Regions from separate parts of the Arachis hypogaea genome. Here region 1 is linked to region 2. Evidence: chromatin contacts called from public Hi-C data. All regions are on one chromosome and are shown on one strand. Each heading gives the region's core, a stretch centred on a gene start, on an enhancer-like site or on the middle of the called end of the contact. The rest is flanking DNA. Distances are from core to core; before and after follow the strand shown. Region 1 holds the start of LOC112790648 (gamma-soluble NSF attachment protein). Region 2 holds the start of LOC112778117 (probable proteasome inhibitor).

What was found. A called contact is a pair of places that touch in the nucleus more often than the background predicts.
Region 1: a Hi-C map of leaf shows a contact between it and region 2, with 4 times the contacts expected there. The contact joins the promoter of LOC112790648 here to the promoter of LOC112778117 in region 2. A contact is called at or near these places in 2 of 8 Hi-C or Micro-C datasets (both in leaf).

Annotation. Positions count from the first base shown.
Region 1 is chr3:60,482,853-60,489,184 of arahy.Tifrunner.gnm2.J5K5, reverse strand. LOC112790648 (gamma-soluble NSF attachment protein) reads left to right here and starts at 1,901. Exons shown (of 9, transcript XM_025833149.3): 1 at 1,901-2,371; 2 at 2,790-2,857; 3 at 2,968-3,052; 4 at 3,184-3,342; 5 at 4,444-4,581; 6 at 5,940-6,018. The coding sequence starts at 2,325.
Region 2 is chr3:59,918,360-59,925,606 of arahy.Tifrunner.gnm2.J5K5, reverse strand. LOC112778117 (probable proteasome inhibitor) reads right to left here and starts at 4,424. Exons shown (of 4, transcript XM_072231945.1): 1 at 4,250-4,424; 2 at 3,435-3,606; 3 at 2,698-2,815; 4 at 942-1,253. The coding sequence starts at 4,424. The coding sequence ends at 942.

The DNA of each region.
Region 1 (6,332 bases), core at 652-3,151, 570 kb before region 2:
AAAAGAATCATTCAAAATTTAAACAAAAGAAACATCTAAATTTTTAAAAAAAGATACATCCAAAATCTAAAAAAAGAGAAACATTTAAAACTATTAAAAAAATATCTGAAACCCAAAAAGAAGAAACATCAAACATTATTGCGAAGAATTTTCTCGCTTCTCGACTTTGGAAAGGTGGAAGTGATGGTGATTCGGAGAAGAAGAAGAAGAGACGTGGAGGGAGAGGCGCAGAGAAAAAGAAGAAGAAAAAGAAAAACGCAAAGAAAGAAGAGAAGAGAGATGAAAAAGAATAGGAGAGAGGATGTGTGTTTTTTAAGTGTAAACCTAGTTTTTAAAATTTTAAAATTAAGATTTTTTAAAAATGGCTGCTTATCTGCCTATAGAATTAATTTCCTAAATTTTCTCATAATAAAAATGGGTCATTCTCACTAATTATTATAGAAATGAATCCTTTTATACTAAATTTTTTTTAATAATTTAATCTTGTTCACTATAAATTATTTTTAATATAGTACAATTATGCGTGTAAGACAAGTATCACTGTATCAATGTGTATATCACAATAATATAGAATTAAAAATCTATATCTCCATTTTTAATTTATGAACTTTTCCATGTTGGATTTGATTTCTTTTATTAATGTAATTTGAGGTATTTCAGATACATGATTTTAATTTAGCTTTTTACACTCTTAGCTTTGGTTGAGTAATTAGAGACTCTTGAGTTATCAAACTCATCTGATGATTGAAAATTGGAATTCTTTACTGATTGATTTGAATTTTCCTCACTCTAGTCTTTTCTTAGGAATTGACTAGGACTTGAGGAATCAAATTGATTTATCCACTTAACCTACCTTCATAGTTAGAGGTTGATCAAGTGGGAGCAAAAGCCAATTCTCATCACAATTGATAAGGATAACTAGGATAGGACTTCCAATTCTCATACTTGCCAAGAGCTTTTCTAATTATTAATTTATTTTTCTTGCCATTTAAATTACCTGTTCCCTATTTCAAAAATAAAAAAATATACCTTTTTCCATAACCAATAATAAATCATACTTTCCTGCAATTCCTTGAGAAGACGACCTGAGGTATGAATACTTCGATTTATAAATTTTACTGGGTTTGTTAGTTGTGACAACCAAAACTTTTGCACGAAAGAATTCTCTGTTGGTTTAGAAACTATACTTACAACGCGATTATATTTTTTATATTTCTTTACCGATAGGAAATCTGATCGTCACATGTATAATTTAATTTATTTTTAATATATATTATATATTTTAAAATTCTATTCTAACGACTAATTTTAGAGTGTACCTAGCATGATTGTATTTTCTTAATTAAAATGATTGAGGGTAAATCACAAAAAATGAGCCCGGATTATTTTGGCACTGAAAAAAGGTTCCTAAATTTTGTTATCGACAAAATATCTTCAAATATTTAAAAATGCGAAAAAATGCGAAAAAATAATTTTTTTTATTGGTGACGAACGATTTTTATATGAAAAAAACTACTTATATATTTGATCCAAAATTTTATAAGAATATTTAGATAACTATTTAAAAAATATACACAAAAAACTAAATAAAAATTTAATCTCTAGATTTTTTTAGTTTTTTAAAGTATTATTAATTGTTGATAAAAAATTATAAAAAATATATACTTAGTAAAAAGCCACCAAATTTTAAAAATATAAATATTTTATTTTCTTAATTATGTTTATAAAAAATTATATCAAAATTTAATTTGTTAAATTTTTTTAATGATATATATTTAACATTAGACATTTTTATTGTATATTTAAATAATTTGATAATATTTTTTTCAATAACAAAATTCGGGACAGTTTTGGCAGCGTAAAAATATTTTAGATGCATTTTTTTTGTGGTTTAGTCCATGAATAATTTTTAAAGTTTGTTTCTTCATTCTTAAGAGACCAATTTGGTGACAATGAGTTTTGACTCTAATAACATATCTCTTTTTCTCCACTTTAAAAGTTTAGGATTCAAACCCTAGAAAATATAATTAAAAATAAAATGGGATAAAATATGTGAAGAGTGTATAAGTGTATTGTATTTCTAGAATTCGGGATATCTAATCTACCGACAAAAAAAAAAGACCAATTTGTTGAATACAAAATCTGTTAACGAGACTTAGGGAGTTGGAAAAGCAGCAGCAAGAACGGTGGTCACTGGTCAGCAAGACGAGTAGAGTGTCGTTTGATGGTTGGGAAGCTGAACGCAGCACTTGAATCGGAGGAGAAAAGACTCAAAGAAGACGCAACTCAATCATCCAATCTAAGTACTTCAATCAAACCAAACCATGTCCACCTCTGATCCCAACAAGTTGATAACCAAAGCTGATAAGCTGTGCGTTCTGCTTTCCCTTCTCATTTTACTCTCTCACTTTTTCTCTCATTCATAATCATAAACATAGCCGCATAAAGCTGCATCCTTCCTCGCTTTGTTACTCGATCTAATATTCAAGTAGTCGTTCCTTCGTAACAACGATCAAGATTTTGATGCAAATTCTAATTTTGTTACTTTGGTAATTTGGTTGGATTTTCCTCATGATGGGATTGAACAAATGTTCGTATCGTAATTAAGCATTGGGGATATGTTTATCTTCACTTGTGATGTTGGATATAATCAATTTCCAAAATTAGGTCTTAACTTGAAAGTAAAATGGGTTATTTTTAATTCCCAATAGATACAAGGACATGGTAGGTTCTTTTACCTTACATGAATTATAGATTTGAATTTTCCTTCGGTTTCTTTTTTGACTCAGAACAAAACTCAGTTTCACAAGGTGGACTGCGGATTGGAAAAGTGCTACAGTTCTTTATGAGCAGGCTGGTAAAATGTTCAACAGTGTTCTAAGCATTTGATTGTTTGTGCAAAGAAATTTTACGAGAGAAAAAAAAAGAAAGCACATATAACTAACCTAATATCCGATTTTGCTGTAGCTAATGCATTTAGACTTGCCAAGGACTATGAGAAAGCCAAAACAGCATATGAGAAAGCTTCAAAAGGACAAGAGATGCTTTCTTCGTATCCTTATTTTTTTTGGTTATTGCTTATGGTTTTCTTCATCTAGGTATAATTCTCTGCTCTTCTAAATGCTGTTAGATTTGTTGTTTTGGACTGTTGCGCTCTATATCTATCCTTGACAAGTGAACTAGACCATGGGATGCCGCTAAGCACATGGAGTCTGCTGCTGCGTTAGCAAAGGAACTAAGCAACTGGAGAGAAGTTGCCGATTTCTATCGTAGGGCATCTGAATTGTACATTGAGTGTGGGAGACCACAGCCTGCATCCGACGCCCTTGCCAAGGGAGCGCGGTAAACTGATTTTCTTCTCTCTTGATTTCCAAATACATCCTGTGTTTAATATTGGCAATAAGCTAGTATATGGTAACCACTATGATCGAGTTGTTTCTGTCTTTGTTTATCAAGTAAAATCAAGGACGACAATCTTGTTGTAGTTAGTTGTTTCTATGAACATATTTGGTGCTTTGATTTGGACTTTGCAGCTCAATGCTTGCTTTTATAGAGGTTTCTTTGGACCTGGCATGCTTTGGGATAGTATTGTCTATTGTGTTTATATCCACTGTTCGATGTGCTGGTTAAGGATGGTTTTCAAATGGATAGTGATTAAGACACATTGTTGCAATCTTGATCACTTAAAAATTCTATGATAAATATTCCTTTTCTGTTTCAAAAGATCTCTTATCTTATTCACTAGTTTGGATGATTCTGGGAGATGGAAGTTGGCCTAAGCCTTGTTGCACTGTGCTATATATGCCCAGGAGTATATGGTTGGAGAATATCTGTTGCACTTTCTATGATAGATACTTAGACAAGCAAAGATAGCTTAGGCATTTGGCCTCTATTTGTTGGAAAACTCATGATCTTTTAGAGGCATTTCTCTCTTAGAAATGTTGAGATATTGGAATATGGAAAGCTACTCTTCATTGATACATGTTTGTTTTGTTGTTCTTATAAGGAGGAGTTCTTGTATCATTCTTCTCTTATGAATTATATTGTTCCTTCATCTGACAAAGGAAATCCTATCCCCACTTTAGCTGTCTCTGCTCGCCATTTTTTGTTTTTCCTTTTTTTCCCCTCTCTAATAAAGTTTCTTTCCATAAAAAAAGTGTTTGGATCTAGTATTCAGTTCATTTACTAATCACTGCCAATGGAATAAGAACTTTACTCAAGAATAATTAGAAGTTATCTGTATAGAATGACAATTGATTACATCATGATGGCTCATCCTTTTTACTTCAATTGGTCAACATGTAGTACCATAGATGCTATATGAAACAAACACTAATCAGTCTATTTAATTGCATCCTCATGGCTGATACAATTTATTAGGAATATAGTAGTATAGCTCTCTATTATTATCCCAAATTTATTATGATAACTTCCTTTGTGTAGTGCATTGGAAGATACCGTGCCTGAAGAAGCTATTCAGCTATATACAGATGCTTGTACAGTTCTTGAAGAGGATGAAAGAGAACAAATGGCTTTTGATTTGTATCGTGCTGCAACCAATGTTTATATAAAACTTGAGAAGTAAGTTCTGTAAAACTGTTAGAAAATAAAGATTATGTCCTATCTTCTCCACTCTTTTTTCTTTAGTATTTTCAACTTAGGTGAAGGTTTTAGTGGTGTTATATTTTGTCTGGCAATCCATTTAGATGTCTATTCATGTTGTTCCATTGGTTTTATTTATTTATTTGGAAAAATATTTTCTGTTCTTATTTTGTTTGTGCATTCAGTTGGATGTCTATTCATGCTTTTCCGTAGGTTTTATTTAGAGAAATATTTTTTGTACTCATTCTGTCTCATACACTAAGTAGACACACTTTTTCACCACTGGATGAGGCATTGGACCCATCAAATGTTTTGATCAAACATCTCATTCAATGAGGCGAATTTTGACTTGAGTTTACAACAGAGAAGTGAGTAGATAATATCTAATTCATTTACATTTTCAAATTTGATATAGCATGAGGCAAATATGACAATTGATTTTGTTGCATTCTTTTTTTGCAGATGTTTTTATATCATTCTTTATAATTTTGTGCCTGTTCCTACTGTATGTTCAGCTTGTTGAGTGTCATGTAGCATAGACGACGATGAGTCGTGATAGCCAAAATGAATAGGGCAGAGCACAAAGTATGTAATTTAATCGTTGAAACTTTAGGGATTAGAAGTCAGATGACTTGGAGGTTCATGTGATTTCCTGCGAATGAGAAGATGATTAAGAACCATCTTGGTAATTGTTTTGGTGTTGTGTCCAACAGTGCAAAATTTAGAATTGGAGGCTTGAAGGGATTTATCTTAGATTCAGGAAAGAGAAATATACGTATTAAATAAAATAATCTGAGCAATGTATAGGCAAGTAAGCAAGTATTCGTGATAAATTTTAAACTACATGGTTTGAAAAAGATGACAGGTTACGCGAAGTTGCTTGCGTCTGCATCTTAGAAATTGCATGGGATGGTGCAAGTAAAATGACACTTATGACTTCACATATTTTCCACTATTCAGATAAATGTGTTGAAAGAAAGTATTAAGGTCCCTCCACCCCGGAAAAACAAAAGGGAAAAAGAAGAGAAAGAAAAACCCACAATTTATTTTGCTACATCAGACACATCTGCCTCTGGGAACATATGATGGGAGCTAGCATTTTTTTATCCAATAGTGGGACAGTGATCCGGCATAGAAACCAGACACAACAATTCTTAATTTGTTCTCTGTCGGTTCCTCTCCTAAGTTTATGAATTCTTGGTCCTATTACATCTGTGCCAACTTGTTTGGCAAGAACTGCTGCTACTGGATCCTTGATTTTGTTTCTAGAATGTAAAAAACATTTTCGTTCTTTGCATCTTAACATGTGTATGTTGGGTACCATTTATGATAAACAGATATACAGACGCTGCATCTCTCATGTTGAAATTGGGCTTGGCAGCTGAGAAGTCTAATGCTATCAATAGCCAATTCAAGGTTTGAAGTATTTTAGTTTTGGATTCTGTATTTAAAATAAACTGCAGAGACTAGGTGTTTGAAAAGGGGATTGTTTTCTTGATCTCCCTTCTGGGAATTTGGTGGTAGTTTGTAAATATGTGATAAATTTTAAAGACTGTGAGAGCTATATATTTGGTTTGTTAAGAGTATTGGCCTTATGCATTTAGCGGATTTACCTGTTTGGAAAACTGGATTCAGCTTTGCCTGTGGCTTACTTCTTAGAGTACATTTGGTAATTAACTTATAATCTTCACGAAATATTTACTGAGCTCAAGTCAGGTTACATTTTAAAT
Region 2 (7,247 bases), core at 3,175-5,674:
ATTAATTCAATTTTTTTAGTCTAAGAATCTAACTAGGGGTGGCACATGGGCCTAAACCTGTCGGGTCGATCCGCATAATCCGCCAAAAAAATAGGCCGGACTGAAAAATTGAGATCGTCATATATCAAAAGTTCGTCTAACTCGCATCGTTTAAACCGTGGGTTTTGACAGGCCGAATGGGCTTCCTCGCTGGGCTTAGGATTTTTGGAAGATGTTCTAATTTAGTGTTTTGAATTATATTTTATGTTTGATTGATTATGTTCTAAACTTGTAGATGTTTTTTTTGTGACTAAATTTGTAGAATTATATATTTTGGACAATATTTATTTTACTTTGGACAATGTTGATTTTATTATTTTGTTTTAAAAAATTAGGTTTATAGTTATATTTATTACATATTTATAATTATAAAGACTTTAATGTTAATTAATTTAAAAATTATAATTTTTTATAAAATGATTGTAAAATTATATATATTATTTAATATTTTTTTATAAGTTATATTATTTAATACTTATTAATAGTAAAAATAAATAAATAAAAAAGGTGATTTGAGCCCATTGGTCCGCTAGTCTACTGTTAGCTGGGATAGGGTGAAATTTTAAGACTACCTCGTTGGGTGGGGAAGGACGGGCCAGCTAGCCAGCCAAAGAAAGGCTTTTGGCGGGACAGGGGGATTTTTTCATTTGCCACTCCTAAATCCAACAACATACTTAGCTAAGATAAGTCTTAATGTAATACCTGAAGTTGCACTCGAGCCTTATAATAATTCCTGAACTTAAAAGTTACTCATATTCATCCCTGAAGTTGCACTCCGCGACTCAAACTTGTCCTTCCGGCAATTTCTACCCACCTGGCGCTACCGGAAAGCTGAGTTGGCAGGCTTCGTGCATATGGGCATTACAATGGCTAGTTGATGTGGCAGAGTAAACTGTCCGGAATCAATTTGGTCCCTCAAATAAAGTTAAAACCCTAATCCCTAATTTTGAAGCCCACAGTGCTCTGTCTTCTCTTCTCTTCTCTTCGGTTCTCTGTTCTTGTCTTCCCCATCTTTGAAACCCGACTGTTATGGCAAGCGCGAGCAATGCAGCTGGGAGCTTGAACAACCCATGATCATTTAGAAGCATCATAAGGAGAATGAATAGAAATAGAGAATCGCGCTTGCCAGAATGGTGTAGCTGCGGGTCAAGACCAGTGCTGCGGTGGTCAGGGACGGATTCTAATCCAGGGAGACCGTTCCTAGGTTGCCCAAACTACATTGTAAGTATTATTGTTGTTGATTGCTATATTTATGGATATAAAATTTGCTGACTAATTTTTCTTGGCTGTTCAGACTGTGGGTAAGAAATGGTGTGGATTGTTTTTGTGGGTTGATAAAGTTTTGGAAGAAGATGTCATAGCATGTGATGATAGAACAAGGCATTCAGTTGGCAATGAAGAATGGAAGATGAAGATTGCTTGAAAATTTGGTAGATTAGAGGCTAAAATTAGGGTTCTAAAAATGGGGGGGTTTTAATGTTTGTGTCATGTTGCTGATTGTAGTTGGTGTTCTTGTAATAAAGTTGGATAGACAACAGGATCAACTGTATCTAGCCAAAAACAAATGACATGCATGTTATATGCATATGTTGTTCATGTACTTGTTCCTGTCCTTTTGTTTGAAAGAAATGAAAATTAAAGTGTTTGATTATATGCATACTTCTGTTCTTGCACTTCTGGTCAATGAAATGGAAATGGACCGGGTTTTAATTACTCTTAATTCTGTAACACAGGACAAAATATAACCAAAAAGCTAACAAAACTCAATTCGAGAAAGTCATAATTCATATTGGTAATGTTTCATCCAAAAAAGGCATTATAGAGCCAAAACACCAAGTATATCAAAGTTGTTAACATTTTGACCTCATAAGTTTCAGATACTAAAATCCCAAACACTAGGACAATGTTTAAGAAATCATACATGGTAAAAAAATTTCAGCAAAATAGATACACAAAAACACCATGTGTCCCCTGTCTCTAAATATAATCATCCTAATCTTCATTTTTTGTGCCTGGGTTCCTTGAATCCAGGGGTGGACACAAACTTCATGAAGTTTACAAGCCTTGTAGCATTCCCCTGTGTTGCACCTTACATAGAGTTAGGTGGGGGATTCCTTGCTGGTTGACTGCTTCCTGGTAGATTGCTACTCCCTGAAGTTATTTTTTCATCATGCTTGGAGAACTTCGACAACTATGTTGGTTGGCCAGCCATGAACTTCGAACTTCGCATAGTCTGGGTCACCTGACTACATCGGGACCCAACTTTTTTATTCCTTCACTTTTATAAAAAGCTGTCAGACACTTGTTTTCGAGCACCAAAATAGTCCCTACACTTTTATAAGTAACATTAAACTAGTCCCTAAACTTATGTAAGTGACATCAGACTAGTCCCTAAACAGCACTGTTATATACAAACAGGACATTATGCAGCATGTATAACCACCATTAGCCCAGGAATAATGCAGCATATATAAACAACAGCCTATTGAAGGTATTGAAAATAGTGTATCTATGAAATAATGGCTCCATTAGTTTTTTCAAGAAAGCAGGTATTGAAGGTGATTGATAAACAAAATTAAAAGAGAAAGTACTACACAACTTAGCACAATACACACAAAAAAAAGTCAAAAGAAGAAGGCTTATTAAATAAAACATAACAAAACAATTGGCTAATTTGGCTAAGATATCCTGATTTAGTCTTCTCACCAGCTGCTCCAAATTCTTGAGCTGCTCAGAATAATTGCTCTTTTCATTTGCTATAATATAATCCCTAACACTGTATGTAGAAAAATCAAAGCACCAAATCATGACATAACCGTAAATTCACAAGAAGTACGATTAACCACAGAAAATTTTAATTTTCACAACATATCCGACTTCACCTAGAAAGAAAAGCAGATAACTTTTGAGCAACAAAACTCAATACGCACAAGCTTAAAATTTGCAGCATAGAACGAATATACAAAATATTTCTGGTGGTTTTTTTATTCCATTAACTATTCTATCTTAATATTTGATGTGATAAAGAAAAGAATGGAAAAAGGGTAAAAGTTGACAATACAGAGTACAAACTCTAATTTCAAAACGTTTTCAAATCACAATTCAGTACTTCAGTTTTTACTAAAAATCATGTATGATTTTTTGCCCCCACCATAGCTATTATATTTTAGTTTTTGGTCTTCCTCTATCAAGAATGGAAATTCTATTTAATTAAAAAGAGTAATAAAATAAGTCATCAACAAATAGAAGCTCCAAACTCCAACGCAGCCCAATTCAACACGAATAAAGAAAATTAGGTTGGTGAGTTACAAAAATTTTAATTTTGCAATGCAACAAATGAAAGAAAAATCTTGAAGAATGTATAGTTTGAAGGGGGGAGGGGGAAAGAGGCTTACCAAATCTCAAGGTGTGCAGGGTCAAAGGACCATTCCTTCAAGGCATCAATGAGTAACTTTTCATTCATAACGAGGCACTTTACCAGCACTTTAATTGAAACCTTTTTTGGATTGACATAAACAAAGACATATTCTTGGTCAAGTTGGTTCCAGTTCTCTACAGACACCTCCTCTACACACAATCACAAACCACATATTAAAAATGATCAGTAAATGCTAATTATAAGCTTCAGGCTGCATATATCAATTTGCTACATCTTCTATTGATACCACAAGGTATCTTTTAACTTCAACTTAATTGACTTGATCCAATATTAGATTGCATAGCCTAATCCTTCGTCTAGTATAGAAGCTCAAGGATAGTGCAATTTTCCGGCATGAATTGCCATTATTTGTGGTTATCATGGTTCATTAACAGCTACCACCTTAGAAAGCTCAAATTTACTTTATAATCTAAATAATGAACCTCTGTAATTCACTCAATCAATCACATATCAGTATTTGATGGTTTTCAACAAATCATCAACTCAAGAACAAATAATCCTATAAAACTCTCTTACACCGATTAGATAAAAATTGTTTTACATAGCTAGTGCTACAACCTTAGGGCACGTTTGGTTTCGCTTTTTACTTTCTATGTTTTCTGGTTCTTGCAAAGAAAGAAGTGAAAACAGAAAACAGAATTTTCAATTGTTTTCAGTAAAGAAGAGTGATAATTAATGATATTTGGATATTTCACATAAAATATATCGAAATTAAATAATTTCGTTAAAGAAAAAAGAGAGAACAAAACGGAAAATTAGTGAAAGTGTTACCAGTGGAGGGATGTGAAAGGACGTCGTCGAAGAGGGCTTGGGGGCTGGTGGCGGTGAGAAGGTAGCCGAAAGAGAGGAAGGTGGCGTGAACGACAAATGCTGCTTTGTCGTGGTTGTTTAGAAAGGAAGGCCTTGCCACCCTTATGACCGCCATCACCAACTTATCCGTAGCCATTGTCAGTTTATGATTCTAATGTTTGGGACATTACATTTCAGCTTTCAGCTTCCGGAGTGAAGAGGAGTCAATAGTGTGTTGTGGTTCTTTTCTTTCTTTCCTTTGAATTTTGACACAAAAGGTGCTTGTTTCTTCGGAGAGAAGTTGAGCACAAAAGCGACGTGGTTCGGGGAAATCGGTGCAATTAATACAATCGCATAGACACCATTGATGAATGTAGTGGAGAAGAAGAGACCTCTGTGCTTGTGTTGTGATTTGAGAGGGGGGAGACAATTCGTTAGGGTAACGTTGATGAAGGAGGTTTTTAGCGTGAAATGATGTCGTTTCATGTCATTTTGGCGCCACAGCAAATACTACGTCGTTTCTGTTATGCCAACATGTCAGGAAGGAGGCCAACTCAACTTTCCAGTTGCGCCAGATGGACGGAATGTGCTAGAAGGACGAGTCTGAGTCCCGGAGTGCAACTTCAGGGATAAATATGAGTAACTTTTAAGTTCAGGGACTACTATGAGGCTCGAGTGCAACTTCAGGGACCACTTTGAAACTTATCTCTACTTAGCTTTATTCTATATTTTTAAATATTAATGACTAAAAATAATAAATTATGATAACCTCAAACAATTTTTCTTTATTCGATTTTAGTCATACCACTTGTACCTACTTTCATTCCTCTCTATAATTATATCGCATATACTATCTATCAAATTTAAAATAGATGCTTGACCAACAATTAAAACTGATATTTTATACATCAATAAACGACGTATCAATATTGTATTAGAGAAAATTTAGAGGGTCATCATTTTTATTAAAATTTGATTAGCACTCAATTAGTAAAAAAAATGAGTAATTTTATACTATTAGATATAATCTCGCATCATTAAAAATACTATTAATGACCATGTTACTATTATAAATACTTGCTTTATTTGTTAGTCTTTTATAATTCTGCCGCGTATGTCTTTGAATTAACGACTTAACGTTTTGAAACAAAAACTTATTTGTAAATCGACAACGTGTTAACTATGATCAGACTCATTTATTAAATAGTAGATAATAATTAAGAAAAAAAAGTTGGTAGTACTTAATTCTTCGTATGATCTAGACATACTGAAAATTGGGTTGTTATAATTTGGTATTAAAGCAGTTCGTTCCTGTTACAGCATGGGGAATAGACTGAATCATGCTTCACTATATACTCTGTTGTGTGTCTCATGCTATTAGGGTATCCTTGAGATATATTTCGCATGAATATCTATAAGCGCTTATTTTGGGAATGTTCGTAGTTAACTTGAGATATTAATACTGATCACCTTAATGCTGATTGTTTGGTGCAGATAAGACCTCAATAGCTACGAATAGGAAAAGTAATCGGGTGAGGACTTTTAAATGACAAATCCGTACAGGGTGCAACTATCTTCATCGCTGTTATGTCCTTTATGGCCATGGCTATGCGGGATACGATTGCTGCGAAAAATACTTGTTTGCACATACTTCTCTATGATATGTGTTTTGTGATTGGGTGTGTGTGCTTCTTGACTTGTGATCTCTCTGTATTTTGTGGTTTGTTAAATTTGTTTGTATTTGAGGATTTGTTGCTATTGGCTAAGTATAGCATAAAACGAACCTAATTAACTACTCTGACCCTACTAAGGACTCTCATGTTCTTACCCCCTCTTTCCACTCATAGATGGAGACATAAGAACCTTTACATGCTCTACCAGAAATTTTTGCTTACGAGGACTCCGATCTCATATGCGTGTATATGTTCCAGGACTCGCCAGAAAGGAAAACCATATGGTTGTTGTTTCTTGACGATATCCCATTTAGTCACATTTAAAGACCTACAGTATTTTCCCTCACTTTTGTGACCTTAGAGGGGACTAAGTTTATAGAGAAAATTAGGCTATCCTAGGTTCCAATTTAGGAACTTTTTGGACAAGCTAGGACATGGGATGTCAATATATGACTGTATGGTTAGTTCTCTGTACATATTTGATATAAATGACCATGTTACTGTTATTAATATTTGCTTTATTTGCTAGTCTTTTATAATTATGCCGCTTATGTCTTTGAATTAATGACTCAACGTTTTCAAACAAAAATTTATCCGTAAATTGACAACGTGTTAACTACGATTAGGCTCATATTTATTAAATAGTAGATAAAAATTAGGAAGACAAACTAGTAGTACTCAGTTTTTGGTATGATCTAGACATACTGAAAATTGGACTATTACACTTACCTTCACAAATATGTCCCTCCTTACCTCTTACATTGAATAAGGTAGCCTCCATTGCATCTCCTAATTTTTCTCCATTCTTATACCCTAGCTCCAATGTTTTACAATATTTTGGAGCCCCAAAGTTGAATCCAAATCGAAACCCTTGAGAAGTCATCCTCTTCAATTATCATACACTCCTTCCATCGCCTCAAATGAATGAGGTAGGTTTTTAAAAGTCATGGAGCACCTCTTTTCACTCTTATAACATCTGATTCCTTATAAAAAAATGAAGTAATGCCCAAAATAGTTCTTGAAATTTCTAATTCGCTTCGGATTAGTCCCTCACTTTTTAAAATGACCAAATAAGTCCTTCACTTTCAGAATCGTTAATCTCCATTAGTCCAAAAGTTACTAGACGTTTTAACGGCACTAAGGTGTACAGTTAGGTGCCAAGTTGGCACTTAACTGCATACTGATGTGGACACACAATAAGTTCAACTCAAATTGGTATTCCAAATTTGATATAAACACCCAAATTGATCCAATTCTCACTTATAAAATCCTAACCTCCAAATGTTCATCTTTGTTTTTTTTTTGTA